Regions from separate parts of the Mus musculus genome. Here region 1 is linked to region 2. Evidence: chromatin contacts called from public HiChIP or PLAC-seq data. All regions are on one chromosome and are shown on one strand. Each heading gives the region's core, a stretch centred on a gene start, on an enhancer-like site or on the middle of the called end of the contact. The rest is flanking DNA. Distances are from core to core; before and after follow the strand shown.

Region 1 (6,783 bases), core at 3,645-6,144, 140 kb after region 2:
ACATACCCGCCAGCGGGGCCACCTGCCTTTCCAACTGGAGATGGAAAACCTGAGCTTCCACTCACAGTGGCCATTAGGCCTTTTCTGGCTGATAAAGGGTCAAGGCCACAATCTCCCAGGAAAGGACCTCAGACAGTAAATTCAAGTTCTATATACTCCATGTACCTCCAGCAAGCCACACCACCTAAGAACTACCAGCCACCAGCGCATGGCACCTTAAATAAGTCAGTTAAAGCAGGTATGCTGGCTATATACTCTGTCCGAAATGGAAGATCCATTGCATGTTACTTAGGATAAAACATAATTCTTACCTAAAATATAGGGTATCAGTTTGGAATGAAAAAAAAAAAAAGACAAAATGCAGAATAGTTTTGCAGGTAAGTCACACCCTGACTTCTTGCTGGGTGTCCGCATATCACTCAGTAGCAAATCTGTCACCCAGAGGGATAAGACTTCTGGAATTTCCATTTTCCTCCTGTTTCAGGGCAACTTGTGCCATTAGTTATCCAGTGATTGGGGGTGGGCCTGCTAAGTAAGCCTCCTGGGCATGGGCAGTAGGAGCTGCCAGGAGGACATCCTGGATGGAGTGGGTGATTGAACGGGGACCTTCTAGCAAGGCAAATGAGAAGATAGAGTACAGCTCTGTGGCCCTCATGAGGACAGAGAGATTCCCATTCTAGCTGGAGGGTTCTGTGGGCCGGTTCAAGGCTGCAGCATCCAACTTGTAATTCATTTCCCGGGTGTGTTTACCGACAAGGGCCTCCCAAGTAGTATGGTCTGTGGGAATGGTTCTGACCCTGGGAGAAGCTTTGGGGCCACAGATCAAATGCGTTCTGTTCCAAAGAGGTAAGTATCTCTCTCCATGTTGCCTGAGTCAGTCCCAGGCATGAATGTAGTGGAATTGGCATTTTCCTTGACCAGAAAACAACAGACTTGTACCAGAGTGGGAAAACTCGGGTCAACAACCTTTTCTTTTGAGAGAGCCCCGTTTTGGAACCAAAGCTACAATCCAGTTAAAAGTTCGCTGAGGATTCAGGAACGGGAACCTACCAGCAGTAGTAGCTTCCGTGTCACCAAGTGAGTGCCAGGGAGGAGCTCATGTCCCAGCAGCCAGGGTGACATTGTTCTGTCCTGTTTCTCCTCAGTGTACGGTAAGCCTGTCCTGCCGTCAGGGTCAGCATCGCCATCACCCTTACCGTTTCTTCATGGGTCACTGGGCACAGGCACGGCACAGCCTCAGCCACCTTCAGACTCTGCTGAGAAAGAGCCAGAGCAGGAAGGCCCCAGTGTACCTGGAGAAGGCAGCACAGTGGAAAGCCTGCCACGGCCGCTCAGTCCCACCAAACTCACACCCATCGTACACTCCCCACTCCGTTATCAGAGTGATGCAGACCTGGAAGCTCTCCGCAGGAAGCTGGCCAATGCACCCCGACCCCTGAAGAAGCGCAGCTCTATCACAGAGCCAGAGGGCCCTGGAGGGCCCAACATTCAAAAGTTGCTTTACCAACGTTTCAACACCTTGGCTGGTGGAATGGAGGGTACCCCTTTCTACCAGCCCAGCCCTTCCCAGGACTTTGTGGGCACCTTAGCTGACATGGACAACGGAAACACCAATGCCAATGGCAACTTGGACGAGCCTTTCCCTCCCCGGCCCACGGCCCCACTTCCTGAGGAGCTTGCCCCTTCCTCAGATGCCAATGATAATGAGTTACCTTCCCCTGAGCCAGAGGAGCTCATTTGTCCCCAAACAACTCATCAAACTGCTGAGCCCACTGAAGACAATAACAACAATGTGGCCCCAGTACCCTCCACAGAACAGATCCCAAGTCCTGTGGCTGAGGCTCCTTCAGAGGAGGATCAAGTCCCTCCAGCACCTCTTTCCCCCGTCATCCATCCTCCAGCAGCATCCGCGGTGGGTATCCTTGCTAGACCAAAGCCAGAATTAGATGCATAGCACATGGTACCTTGGTAAGCTAGATGCCACTGACACCGAATGACAGAGAGGAAAGCAGTGAGCCTCCCTGAGGGAGCCCCTGTTGACACTGCAGAGAGGGCTTGGACCATCTCTGGGAATACATACAATGCTTTCTTAGCGGGGTCTCTGAGCCACCACCACGGGCATGGCAGTAGGGATGGCTGACCCGCTTGGGGGAGACATCTGGCTCAGCAGTGCGGCTGTCACCATGCTCCCTCCCACAAATCTCCCCAGGAATAGCTGGCAGCCTCAGGCAGCCACTGCTCTCAACTGATAGCCAGGCCCTGCTAAGGCAGCCACCAGAGCTGCTACTGGAGAACTACCGTAGTTCCTGCCACCCCTTCCCACAGCAGGGGCTTGGGTTGGTCTTTGACTTGGGTAGGTCACCTGATGCTGAACTGCTTCCACCTCCCTACAGAGCAAACGCACCAACCTGAAGAAGCCTAACTCTGAACGGACAGGGCACGGGCTGAGAGTGCGCTTCAACCCCCTAGCCCTGCTTCTGGACGCTTCTCTCGAAGGAGAGTTTGATCTAGTGCAGAGGATCATCTATGAGGTGAGCCATCCTCCCTTCTGTGTGTGCTGCTGGGAGTGTGAAGGGCTGGCTTTCACATGCTCTGTGTCCTAGGTGGAGGACCCTAGCAAACCCAATGACGAAGGGATCACCCCCCTACACAATGCTGTCTGTGCTGGCCACCACCATATCGTGAAGTTTCTGCTGGACTTTGGTGTCAATGTGAATGCTGCAGACAGTGACGGATGGTGAGAAGCCATGGGTGTGGGGATGGGAAGGCCCAGAGGCTCATTCCTTGCCTTATGAAGGAAGAGGTGATTCAAGCTCCAGAAAATTGAGTCTCATAGAGGAAGCACACTCCTCGTTCATTCCCAGAAGCCTTCTGCAGCATCCTGCTGCTCCTTGCTTTTTCTCTCGTGTTAGAGCTGTCTGTGGTCCTCATAAGCCTTAGTAGCACTGCAATTGTTTGCTCTTCCTGTTTTCAAACATTCTATATGAAATACGTGCATCCTATAGAAAATGAAAAATACCTATCAGTGACTTGATGTGCCAAGGTGGGGTGATACCCGGGTGGAGAGGCTCCCCCTTCTCAAAAGAAAAGGGGATGCGGGGAGGAGCTGTGTAAGCAGGGGACTGGGAGGAGAGGGAGGACTGATATTAGGATGTAAAGTAAATAAATTAATGGAAAAACCCAAAATCTCATAACACACACACAAAAACACACACACCCTCCTTCTGGCCGTTGCACACGAATGCACGTACATGCATGCATGCATGCAAAACATTCATACACATGAAATTAACAAAATACCTACAAATTTGGCACAAAGCTAGGATACTTGAGAATTCTTGGAGGTTTGTGTCATATAGGAGCCAGGTAGCCCTGGGTGGTTTCTGACTATACATTTCCCCCTCTGGTTCTAGGACACCACTGCATTGTGCTGCCTCTTGCAACAGTGTCCACCTCTGCAAGCAGCTGGTGGAAAGTGGAGCCGCTATCTTTGCCTCCACCATCAGTGACATTGAGACTGCTGCAGACAAGTGTGAAGAGATGGAAGAGGGATACATCCAGTGTTCCCAGTTTCTGTATGGTATGTACAGAGGCTCAGTGTGCCTCGGCTGTTGCCCCTGGCTCATCAGCACTGTGTCCTGTATGCTGGCTAGAGTCTGGCTCAGTGAGTGGATCATATGTACGTGCTCACTGCCTTTATACTCACCCTCAGAACATCTGAAAGTCCCATTTGTATCTGGGTGGTACAGACCCACAGAACGTGGGAAGCTTAGGAAACTGCAGGCCAACCTGGCCTACATGGTGAGACTCTGCCTTAATGGAAAGAACTCTCCTTGGGATTCTGTTCCAGTTGCTAAGAGGGCGATGCTTTGTTTGGTGCCCTGGGGTCACAGGAGTGGGGAGCCAGGCAGCACTGGTCTACACACTTACTGCTAGCTAGCTACGTGAGCTGAAGCAGGGCTGCTCCTGTGAGCTGCTTGGGGTCATCCGGTGAGTAAAGGACATGCCCTGATTAAGTTGCTGTAGCCGGTGTCAGATCAGGGAGCTCAACCATGCCCCCTGTACAACAGACAACTTGAGAAATTACTGTGTTTGGCCCGATGGTACAAGTGATGACAGCCAAACTCCAGTCTGTACTGAACTCCCACAACAATGGCAGGCAACAAAGTTCTTGGGCATTAAAGAAGGTGGACAGGAGCTGGGCAGTGGTGGCGCACGCCTTTAATCCCAGCACTTGGGAGGCAGAGGCAGGTGGATTTCTGAGTTTGAGGCCAGCCTGGTCTACAAAGTAAGTTCCAGAACAGCCAGGGCTACACAGAGAAACCCTGTCTCGAAAAACCAAAAACAACAAAAAAAAGGAAGCAGCAGCAGCTGGACAGGCACACAGGCCGGGCAGACCCAGCCCACGAGGGAAGGAGGCTGCAGTCACATAGGCTGTAAGGCGCAAAGCACCACGTGCAGCTGCTGTGCTGCTACTCAGATAAGGTCTGATGGTTCCCTAAAGGTGGTTCTTGATTAAGTTTTGTTTTACCTCGATCTCCGCTGGCCACCCTCTGCTAAAACCTGTATCCCTTTCTGGTCCCAGGGGTACAAGAGAAGCTGGGAGTGATGAACAAAGGCACCGTGTATGCTTTGTGGGACTACGAGGCCCAGAACAGCGATGAGCTGTCCTTCCATGAAGGGGATGCCATCACCATCCTGAGGCGCAAAGATGAAAACGAGACCGAGTGGTGGTGGGCTCGTCTTGGGGACCGGGAGGGCTACGTGCCCAAAAACTTGCTGGGGGTAAGCACTCACACTGGGCTTAGACACTGGAAGTCTGGCCTCGTTGACTCGTTCAAAAGGCACAGACACTCACAGCATGGGGTTCAGTTCTGCTGGCATCTAGGTAGACAAGAACACTGTCTCCAAGCCCCAGCAGCCTGCTTGTACATGGGCAAGCTCCCAAGTCCCTAGAGCTGTGTGGCTTTGCCACATACTGAAAAACACGTGGAGGTTTAGAGACCATCAGGGCTCATGGTGAACTTTGGCAAGTATTAAGCCACCCCACATAGTTCCCAGATCTGGAATTCTCCAGAGCTTAGTGCAGTAGTGCCCATCGTAACCCTACTGCTTGGTTGCTTTTGTGTTGTTGCTGTTCTTGTAGTGCTTTGGTAGTTTTGTAACCCAGTCCCTCTCCTGAACTGATAACTGAACCCAGGGTCTGAGCAGTGCTGTACCACTGAGCCAAACCCCTGACCTGAGCATAGCACTCGGAAGACAAAAGAATGGAAAGTTAACGCAGCCGTGGTTAGAGACCTGATTGCTCAAAAGGAAAGCCTGAAAGAAACCAAGTGGAGAGGCGTGGGTCACGGTTGTCAGCTCTGCTGCATTCATGCCATCTGTGCTCTAACAGAAAGCTTGCCTCTCCTCTAAGTGCTGTGACAAGCCTGCCAGATGCTTCCTGGCAAAGTATGAGGCAAGCATGGGTGCTACATCTGAGGATCTAGGGACAGTAACAGGTTTTCAGGTGTGATAAACATGAACAGGAGGGGACAGCTGAGGTCAGGTCTGAGCAAATATGTTTTGAAGATAATGCTGAGGTGACAAGAAAGGAACCTGGAGGCCAAATCCTTCTCGGTCATGTTTGTCCTAACTCTTGTCCATTGCTTCCCAGTTGTATCCACGGATCAAACCCCGGCAGCGAACACTTGCCTGAACCCCCTGGAGTACCACAGTCTCGTTTGCTCCCAGGAGCTACTGGAGGAGATCCCAGCTGCCCTGGGAAAACTGAAGCTAGGATGGTCTCCTGGTGCTCACTTTAGCAGACAGTGTCCACAATGTGAATCCCACTTCCCAGGTGAGGCCCTCTCCAGGTTGCAGGAGCTGGGAGAGGTAGTGCTTTTGCCAATTACTGTAAATCCACATAAATACCCAGCTTCCAAAACATCCAGCCCTTCCACCAGTAAGAAGTCATGACTCTGATCCCCGACCGCTGCCAGTGAAGACAAAAGCCCTGACGTGGCCCAAAGGCCCCTTCTCATGTTAAATGTCTCAGACCTTGAACAAGAGCAAGGTGGCTTTGGCTCCCCCTTCTTGGAAAGCCTCAAACCATCATACTTTCTCACATTGCCTCTCACTACCAAAGGAGCCCATTCGGAAACTGCGTTTCATTACCTATGGCGTTCTGCTGTGGCTGGACATGCACGCCTCAGCACATGGGGGTCTGCGCAATGATGAGTCAAAGTCAAGTCGGTGGTGGGCTGGGCAAAGCCACCTGGCAGCCCTCGAGGCTGTCACTGGCTGCATCCTGAGCAAGGCAAGTCCGTTCTGGAGCTTGACCTCTGTAGACAGGCTTTTTCTACACCAGGATTGTTTTTCAGCCAGGCCACTGGAACTGTGTTTCTTCTGTCGGAACACAGGCCCTGCCTGAGGCTTTATTTTTCATGTGAGTCTTGTGTAGAACTACGTGTAAATCCTGTAGGCTCTGGGAGCAGTGCTGTGGGCAGCCGCCATGTGCTGATCGCACCCGTGAGCAGCCACTGCCATCCCAGTGCCACCGATGCTGTGTGACGTGCACAATAAACTGCTGTCTCACACCTGGCTTTGAGTCCTTTGAGTCTTGTGTTCTGGACGCAGGACAGCTGCACAAAGTGAGGCCAGAGCCTGCTGTGTACTTTCAAAATAAGTTTTAATTATACACTTTATATACAAATTACTGTACAGTCATTTTAATAAAGTGAAATAGTAAGTGAAAGTAGAAAACAGAAAGCTGACGCCTTCCTCTTAGAGGCAGCAACAGGA
Region 2 (6,710 bases), core at 3,473-5,972:
GGTGGCAAGCCCAGAAGCTCCACATTGGTCACCGTCTTGCCGATGGTGAACCAGTCATTTATCTGGTCGACCGTGAGCTTGCGCAACATCCTCGGTGCCTAAGCGCTGCCTCAACTGCCCGACTCCAATGGTGGCAAAGCCTTATGAGCGCTGCCCTGCTCAGCAGGCCAACGACCGTTCCAGAAGCCTCTACCCCCACCCCTCACTGAGGCCATCCAATCAGCTTGTGCCACGCAAGAGAGTGGGGCCAGGCCCTGCATGCACGTGGGAGCCTCGTGCCTTCTGGAGCATGCGCGAAGTCTGTAAGCTGGAGTCAGGTGACCTGGACAGGCACGTGTTTATGGAGACCAGCTGCTTGTGGATTTGATGTTGGAGTCCGCTGATAATATTTACTGGACTAACTTGATACACCATGTTTGGTTGATATCTCCGGGGAGGTTTCCCCTTTTCTGAAAGGAGGAGGGGAAGCCAAGACACGGGACTGGGGAGGAAGGAGAGGAAACTACAGTCTGGATGTAATATCTGAGAGAAAGTTAACAAAAAATACTTTAAGAAAATATTTACTGCATCCCTGCTGCCAGCTTGGCCTAGAGTCCCACAAGGACTAACCTCAGCTGGAGCTGGACCACAAACCATGGAGATTGTAACCTTATGCCTACAGGACCACCAAAGCACTCACTGAACCATGGTCTCATTGCCTCAAAGTAGGGTAGCTCTTAGTGTTCTCTTCTTACATGGCCCAAAGATCAGGCAATTCTTAAAAGGCTCGTAAGCTCTAGGTCAAGTGAAGACTATTGGATACCTCTGGGGCAGATTGGGTTTATTCTCAAAGCAGCTTGAGGTTGCAAACAGCTAACAACAACACTTGGCAATGAAAGATCTGCTAAATAGCAAGAGAAACTGCTTAAGTTTTGCCCACATTTTAAATTCAAAATGCAACATTAGGTGCTTCGAATGAATCTGCTGGGATAACCTGTAACATTTTGAAATTTTAGATGACTTAGGGTGTTTTGGACTTGAGATTAAATTAAAAGTTTGTTGATTTCCTGGTTAGAAACTTTGTCTTCAGATAGCTTACTATGATTCTCCTCGTGATAGTTCACAACTGTAATCCTAGCACTTGGGAGCCTGAAACAGTTTGCCAGCCTGAGCGACAGAGGAAAGAGATTATCTCAAAAGAAAAAAAAATCAAAGTAAAATATTCTTTTTGAAACACATCTTAACCCTGAGTTATCTCTCAAGACCCTCTTTACACTCTTAATAGTGACTGGAGACCCTAAAGAGCTTTTGTTTATGGCTTAATATCTGTCTACAGGGGGATGACAACCAAGAAGTTTTATGTATTCGTCCAAATAATTTTCAGTTGTCGGTTTGGCACAGCCCAGAGTTATCTGAAGAAGTCTTGATCAGCGACTGTCTGAGGGACTACACAGATCAGATTGGCTTGTGGCCATGTCCGTCAGAGAAAGTCTTGATAAGTGATGTGTGAGTCCACTGTGGGAGGCACTATTCCTAGGCAGGTAGAGCTGAGCATCCCTTTTCCATGGTTCCTGCTTCTGCTCCTGCCTGGAGTCCCTGGCTTGACTTCCCTCAGTGATAGATTCTGACTTTTAAGTGTTGAGTTTAACCCTTTCCCCTCCAAATTCCATTAATCAGAATATTTTTTTGCAGGGACAGAATTCAAAGTAAGACAGTATTGATAACTTAAACTAGCAATTAAAAACTCACTTGATGTCAGGCATTATTGTTTTATGAAAAATCACTGTATTTTCCAAGAGCCTCGTGTGTAAGAGAAACACTTAAAATTTTATATTTCATATAAATTTTTTCATAAATTACAATTTTATATTTTTACTTACAGGTATGTATGGGTGTATGGTACGTGTGAGTGCAGTGCCCATAGGGGCCAGGAGAGGACAATAGATCCCTCCTGGAGCTGGAGATAAGGGCAGCTGTGAACTGCCTAACATGGGTGCTGGGAACCATACTCTGGTACTCTGGTAGAACAACCGCTGCTCTTAACTGCTGAGTCATCTCTCCAGTCCCAGAGTGACACTTAGAAATCTTCACCAGTCCCTTAGTGTCTAACTGAATAGAAGACAACATCTTTTCTGTCTCTGTGTTAACACTATATGACATCACAAGTCCCACAGCCTCTGGAAAATTCCATTGTGCACATGAGAGAATTCTAGCAAGAAAAGGCAAATGTTACTATTGTGGTGAAAAGTTTTGGTCCTCAGAGGCCTTAGAAATCACTAAGCCTGCAGATGCTCTGTTAGTAATTATTCCTTTATTCTCAACTTGTTCAAAACTGTACTTCACCTTTACTAAATGCTAATTTTCCTATAAGGAGAATCCTGAGGAACAGTCATTTAACATCATCATTAGGTGTTAGGGTTTTGTTGTTTGGCAGTGCTGGGTCTGGAACCCAGGACCCTCACACACGCTAAGCAAGCGCCCTTCCACTGATCTGCAGCCCCAGCCCTCAGCTCTAGTTTTGTCACGTGACTTCCAGACTTTCATTTCTCTGTCTGCTTGATTCCACTAAGATGTTTTGGAGCCTTTTTGTTTTTGTTTTTGTTTTTTTTTAATATTCCTTTTACAAAATTCTCAGTCAGCTATTAGCTCTTCAAATATTTCTACCCTATTCCTCATTGATTTCTTAGACCCAGTTAGCTGTATGATGGAGGGTAAAGCTCAGTTGTAGAGTTTATATCTTGTTCTAGGTACCCACCTATGGTTTCAGCACCATGAGAGGAAAAAGCTGGATAAAGTGGCCCACTCTTGTAATTCTAGCACTAGAGACTGAGGCAGGAGAATTGTCATGAGTTTGAAGCCATACTTAGACACAGGCAAAACACGTATGCATAAAATAATAGTGATTTTAAACTAAAGCAATAAAGTGGTGTTATCAAGACAGTTCAGTGGGTAAAGATGCCTGACAGCTTCGCTCCCCGGACCTCCACATGGGCCCCATGGCACTGGGGATTGTTCCCCACTCTCATCCACGTAATAATATTTGTTAAGGGAAAAAAAAGTAAAGAGAAAAGGAGGGAGGAGGAAAGCGCTAGCTGCTCTGGGCCGAGGGGACTGGGCTCCTTCTGTGTGTGCGACACCTTTGTCTTCCCTTGCTTGTCTGGGTTCCTGACTAGCTCTTCTGTGTTCTGCTTGGGTAATGGCTATACATGCCTAATTTGTTTTAACCCAATAGGTGGCTTTCTTTTGTTCAGTTTCTGTTCAGATGTCAGTCATTTCTTAAACAGAAGTCTGAGGCTGAAGAGATGCCTTAGTGACTCAGGGCATTTGTTGCTCTTCCAAAGGACCCAGGTTCAAATCCCAGCACCAGTGTGATAGAACACAAACATCCATAATGCTGGTTACAGGGTATCCAATGCCTTCTAACTTCTGAGAGCGAACAGGCACATACTTGGTACACAGACATAGATGTGAGCAAAACACTCATACACATAAAAAAAAAAACTTAAAAAAAAACTAAAAAAAAAAGCAATAACAATTTTTGTTCATTTGTTTTGGTTTTGTTTTCTAAAAACCAAACCAGGGTTTCAGGATGCTCTTAAAACCCTAATCATCTTCCTCTACTGTCCAAGTGCTAGGATTATATCACGACACACCCAGCTAGCATGCTTATTTAAAACATAAAACCTTAGGTCCAGTCCCTAGCGTTCCTGCAGAAGTCTCTGCAACGCTTTACAACAATTTTAATGATAATTACTATGCACAGCATGGCTGCTTAATCAAATATTAGAGCAAAAATTTTTGTAGCAATACAGGGGGAAATGGCAAGAAATGCCAAAAGCCTGGCATAGTGGTGCAGGCCTTTAATCCAAGAAGACAGGAGGCAGAGGCAGGCAAATCCCTGAGTGTGAGGCCAGCCTGGGCTACATAACAAGTTACAGAAAGACCTATCTCAAAAAAAAAAAAAATTCAAGTAAAGAGGGTTTCCCCTTGTCACTGTTGCTTTATTTCCTTTGCTCTTATTGTTTGTTGGAGGGGAGAGGGGAGGAGGAGGGAGTGTGAGAGTCTCACTAAGTAGCCCAGGCTATCAAACTCAATAGACCCACAGCCCCACGCTCCACCCTCCACCCTGTGCCTCTGCCCCTTAAACGCTGGGATGAAAGACCCGAGCCACTATGTCTGGCCTTTGGTCTGATTGGTTGTTTTTGTTTTTGTTTTTTCTTTTTTTTTAGACAGGTTCTCACTGTGTAGCTCTGGCTGTCCTGGAACTCACTAAAAAAAATAGACTAGGCTTGAACTCTCAGCGATCTTCCTGCCTCTGCCTCCTGAGTGCTGGGACTAAAGGTATGCACCAACACACGCGAATTTTGGTTTAGGTTTTCAGGCTGGCCTGAAAGTCACATTTATCCTGCTGCTTCTGCCTCCTGAGGGCTAGGATTAAAGCCATAAACCATGTAAAAGGGGCTTTATTTACTTATTTACTTAAGGACAATTTGTCCGGATTATCTACTGTCCTGGTTTCAGCACTGAAAGTCCTCTGTTCCTGGAAACCCACAAACCCTGGGAAATCTGGTCAGTTTTATGACACCTAGAAACACAGTAGGCTTCTCCCAGCTCCTCCTGGTTTGGACTAATCCCTTCCGAAGCTTGTAACACCCGGGCGACCACTGGGGGCGCTGTGGTGCGCAGGCGCGGAAGGCCGGGCAGCCGGCGTCTGGTGTCTCCGCTCCTTCCGCTTTCCCAGCAGGCCCTGCGCGGCGCCTGCGTGCTCTGTGACCTTTCCCATTCTGTAGCAGAATTTGGTGTTGCCTGTGGTCTTGGTCCCGCGGAGGTAAGAGCGGAACCTGGGCTTTTTGCTGTGTTCCCAACCCGGGGGACTAAGGAGGGTCCGGGACCGGGTGCGGTGGGGCCCAGGTAGATCGCGGGCGAAGGACTCTGCGATACACGCTGACCTTGGGTCAGCCCCTGCGCCGCCTACTACAGGGAGGGTCCACCGGGTTCCCCGCGACTGTGACGGAGAGAGTGCCCGGCTGAGTCATCCAGACTGCGGGGGTGTCCGGGGTCAGTCCTCCAGATCCCCAAGAGTCCCCCAAGAGTGTCCGGGACTCCATCACGCCGAGGGCAGGGATGTGCACGGCGTTCAGTCCTCCACACTGCGAAGGTGTTTCTGGAGTTAGTCTTCCTGATTGTATGAGGGGAGGGGTGGTTGTCAGTCCCTTGGACAGATAAGACTTTGCTCAGACATCAATTTCTATGCGAAAGAGGGATTACTCCTCAAGACTTGGAGGGCCAGGGGCCCTAGTATCATCCTCACAGAAGTTGTCCAGGAGCTAGATTCTAGTGGAGGTCCACTCAGCATGGACTGTGTCCTTGTGCTGACACTTGGATGAACCTGTGTAACTATAGGCTCTGGCAAAGGGGCATGCCACCATCAACTGTGAGCATCTTGTTACCTACTCAAGTTACTCAGGGAGGGATGCAGCTAAAAATCCGTGCCAAGAAACATCACTTCAAAGCCAGTGCCTTCTTTCCATTATTCCACAGGTTTCTTCCAAGTTAGGTTTTGGCAAGGCCGATGTTTGAAAATGTATGAAACCACATTATAAACCTCAGACATGTTCCCCTCTTTACAGTGTGCTGCCAGGTAATAGCTTGCTGTTACTGTCACTTTCACAAACTCTGCAGGCATAGGCAGTCTCAGTAGACAGCCATTTGACCTTCGAGTAGGATGATCTTTTATTGAATCTGGTATTGTAAAACTAACAACTGGGAAATATGGTTAGCCAGAGAAACTTAGGTGGGAAGAGTAGAGGCCACACTGAGTACAGGGAACATGTCACTTGTGTAGTCAAATACAACCAAACTGACCAAAATGGAAGTCCAGGAGCAAGAGACAAAGGGGTGGGGGTGGGGTGTAAATGTACTGGATAGCAGGCCTTCACTGTGTCGGGACTCATGGCAGTTTAGAATAAGGACACAGTGCCAGGATGCCTCGATGCTGAGGAGAACACCAAGACCACTGAAGTCCCTCCACATCCTCTGTTTACCTTTTCCTTCCAGACCCTCCTGTGACACCACATTCTTTTTCAGGGTGTGGGAGGTCAAGACAAGTTTTCTCTGTGCCCTGACCATCCTGGAACTCCGTTTGTAGATAAACCAGGCTGGCCTTGAATTGAGAAAGATCCCCCTGCCTCTACCTTCCAAATGCTAGGATTAAAGTCAATCGCTGATATCATACCAGTCTTGATACAGCTCAACACTTCTGCACAGCCTATGAGATGAAACCTCTTTAAGTACTTTCTTAGAATCCCAGTGGCCTGGGACTTGCTGCTTTCTATTGGGTTTTTGTAGCAATTCCTTGCTATTGATTTGATCATTTCCTGAGTGCTCACTGTGCACCACGTGCCATTCTGGATCCATTCATTGTTGTTTGGGGACGGGGTGGGGGATATCTTTGTTTTTGTCTTTTGAGACAGGTTCTTGCTGTGTAGCCCTGGCTATCTATGTAGCCCTGGCTATCATGTAGACCAGGCTGGCTTTGAACTTACAGAGTGCTGGTTGGCTGGGATTAAAGGCTTGTGCTGCCACCTCCCAGCTAGGGTCCTTTATTTTTTAAGAGTCTGTCGAGCAAGTAGGAGGTCCATGATTGATGAAGAGATCTGACAAAGGAGGTTTAGAGAATTCCTAAAGTCAAGAACAGAGCTGGATCCCAAGGGTTCTAACCCATTGGTCCC

Evidence for each region. HiChIP or PLAC-seq counts read pairs in DNA pulled down with a chosen protein or histone mark.
Region 1: a contact with region 2 is called in an H3K4me3 HiChIP or PLAC-seq map of pro-B cells, with 3 times the contacts expected there. The contact joins the enhancer-like site here to the promoter of Atp5mpl in region 2. A contact is called at or near these places in 16 of 39 promoter capture datasets (the 3T3-L1 cell line, 3T3-L1-derived adipocytes, the C10 cell line and 12 more), 2 of 484 Hi-C or Micro-C datasets (bone marrow-derived macrophages and nephron progenitors), 16 of 115 datasets of contacts at active chromatin or transcription factors (the SCID.adh cell line, T-cell acute lymphoblastic leukemia, VIP interneurons and 9 more) and 4 of 9 other capture datasets (adipose tissue, liver, macrophages and 1 more).

What each region holds. Positions count from the first base shown.
Region 1 is chr12:111,828,257-111,835,039 of GRCm38.p6, reverse strand. It overlaps Ppp1r13b (protein phosphatase 1, regulatory subunit 13B), which reads left to right. Exons shown (of 17, transcript NM_011625.1): 11 at 1-238; 12 at 1,146-1,912; 13 at 2,394-2,531; 14 at 2,604-2,737; 15 at 3,414-3,580; 16 at 4,586-4,785; 17 at 5,657-6,582. The coding sequence ends at 5,698. Zfyve21 (zinc finger, FYVE domain containing 21) reads right to left here. Exons shown (of 7, transcript NM_026752.4): 7 at 6,652-6,783. Among named protein-coding and RNA genes, the nearest start is that of Zfyve21, 17 kb to the right of the region's middle. Within about 2 kb of position 4,894, at least 25 of the 459 cell types and tissues checked have an H3K27ac peak or open chromatin away from gene starts, as enhancers often do. A contact at or near this core is called in microglia, pancreatic islet and pro-B cells, where this site is marked.
Region 2 is chr12:111,965,021-111,971,730 of GRCm38.p6, reverse strand. Atp5mpl (ATP synthase membrane subunit 6.8PL) reads left to right here and starts at 4,722. Exons shown (of 4, transcript NM_027360.3): 1 at 4,722-4,807. Tdrd9 (tudor domain containing 9) reads right to left here and starts at 172. Exons shown (of 36, transcript NM_029056.1): 1 at 1-172. The coding sequence starts at 89.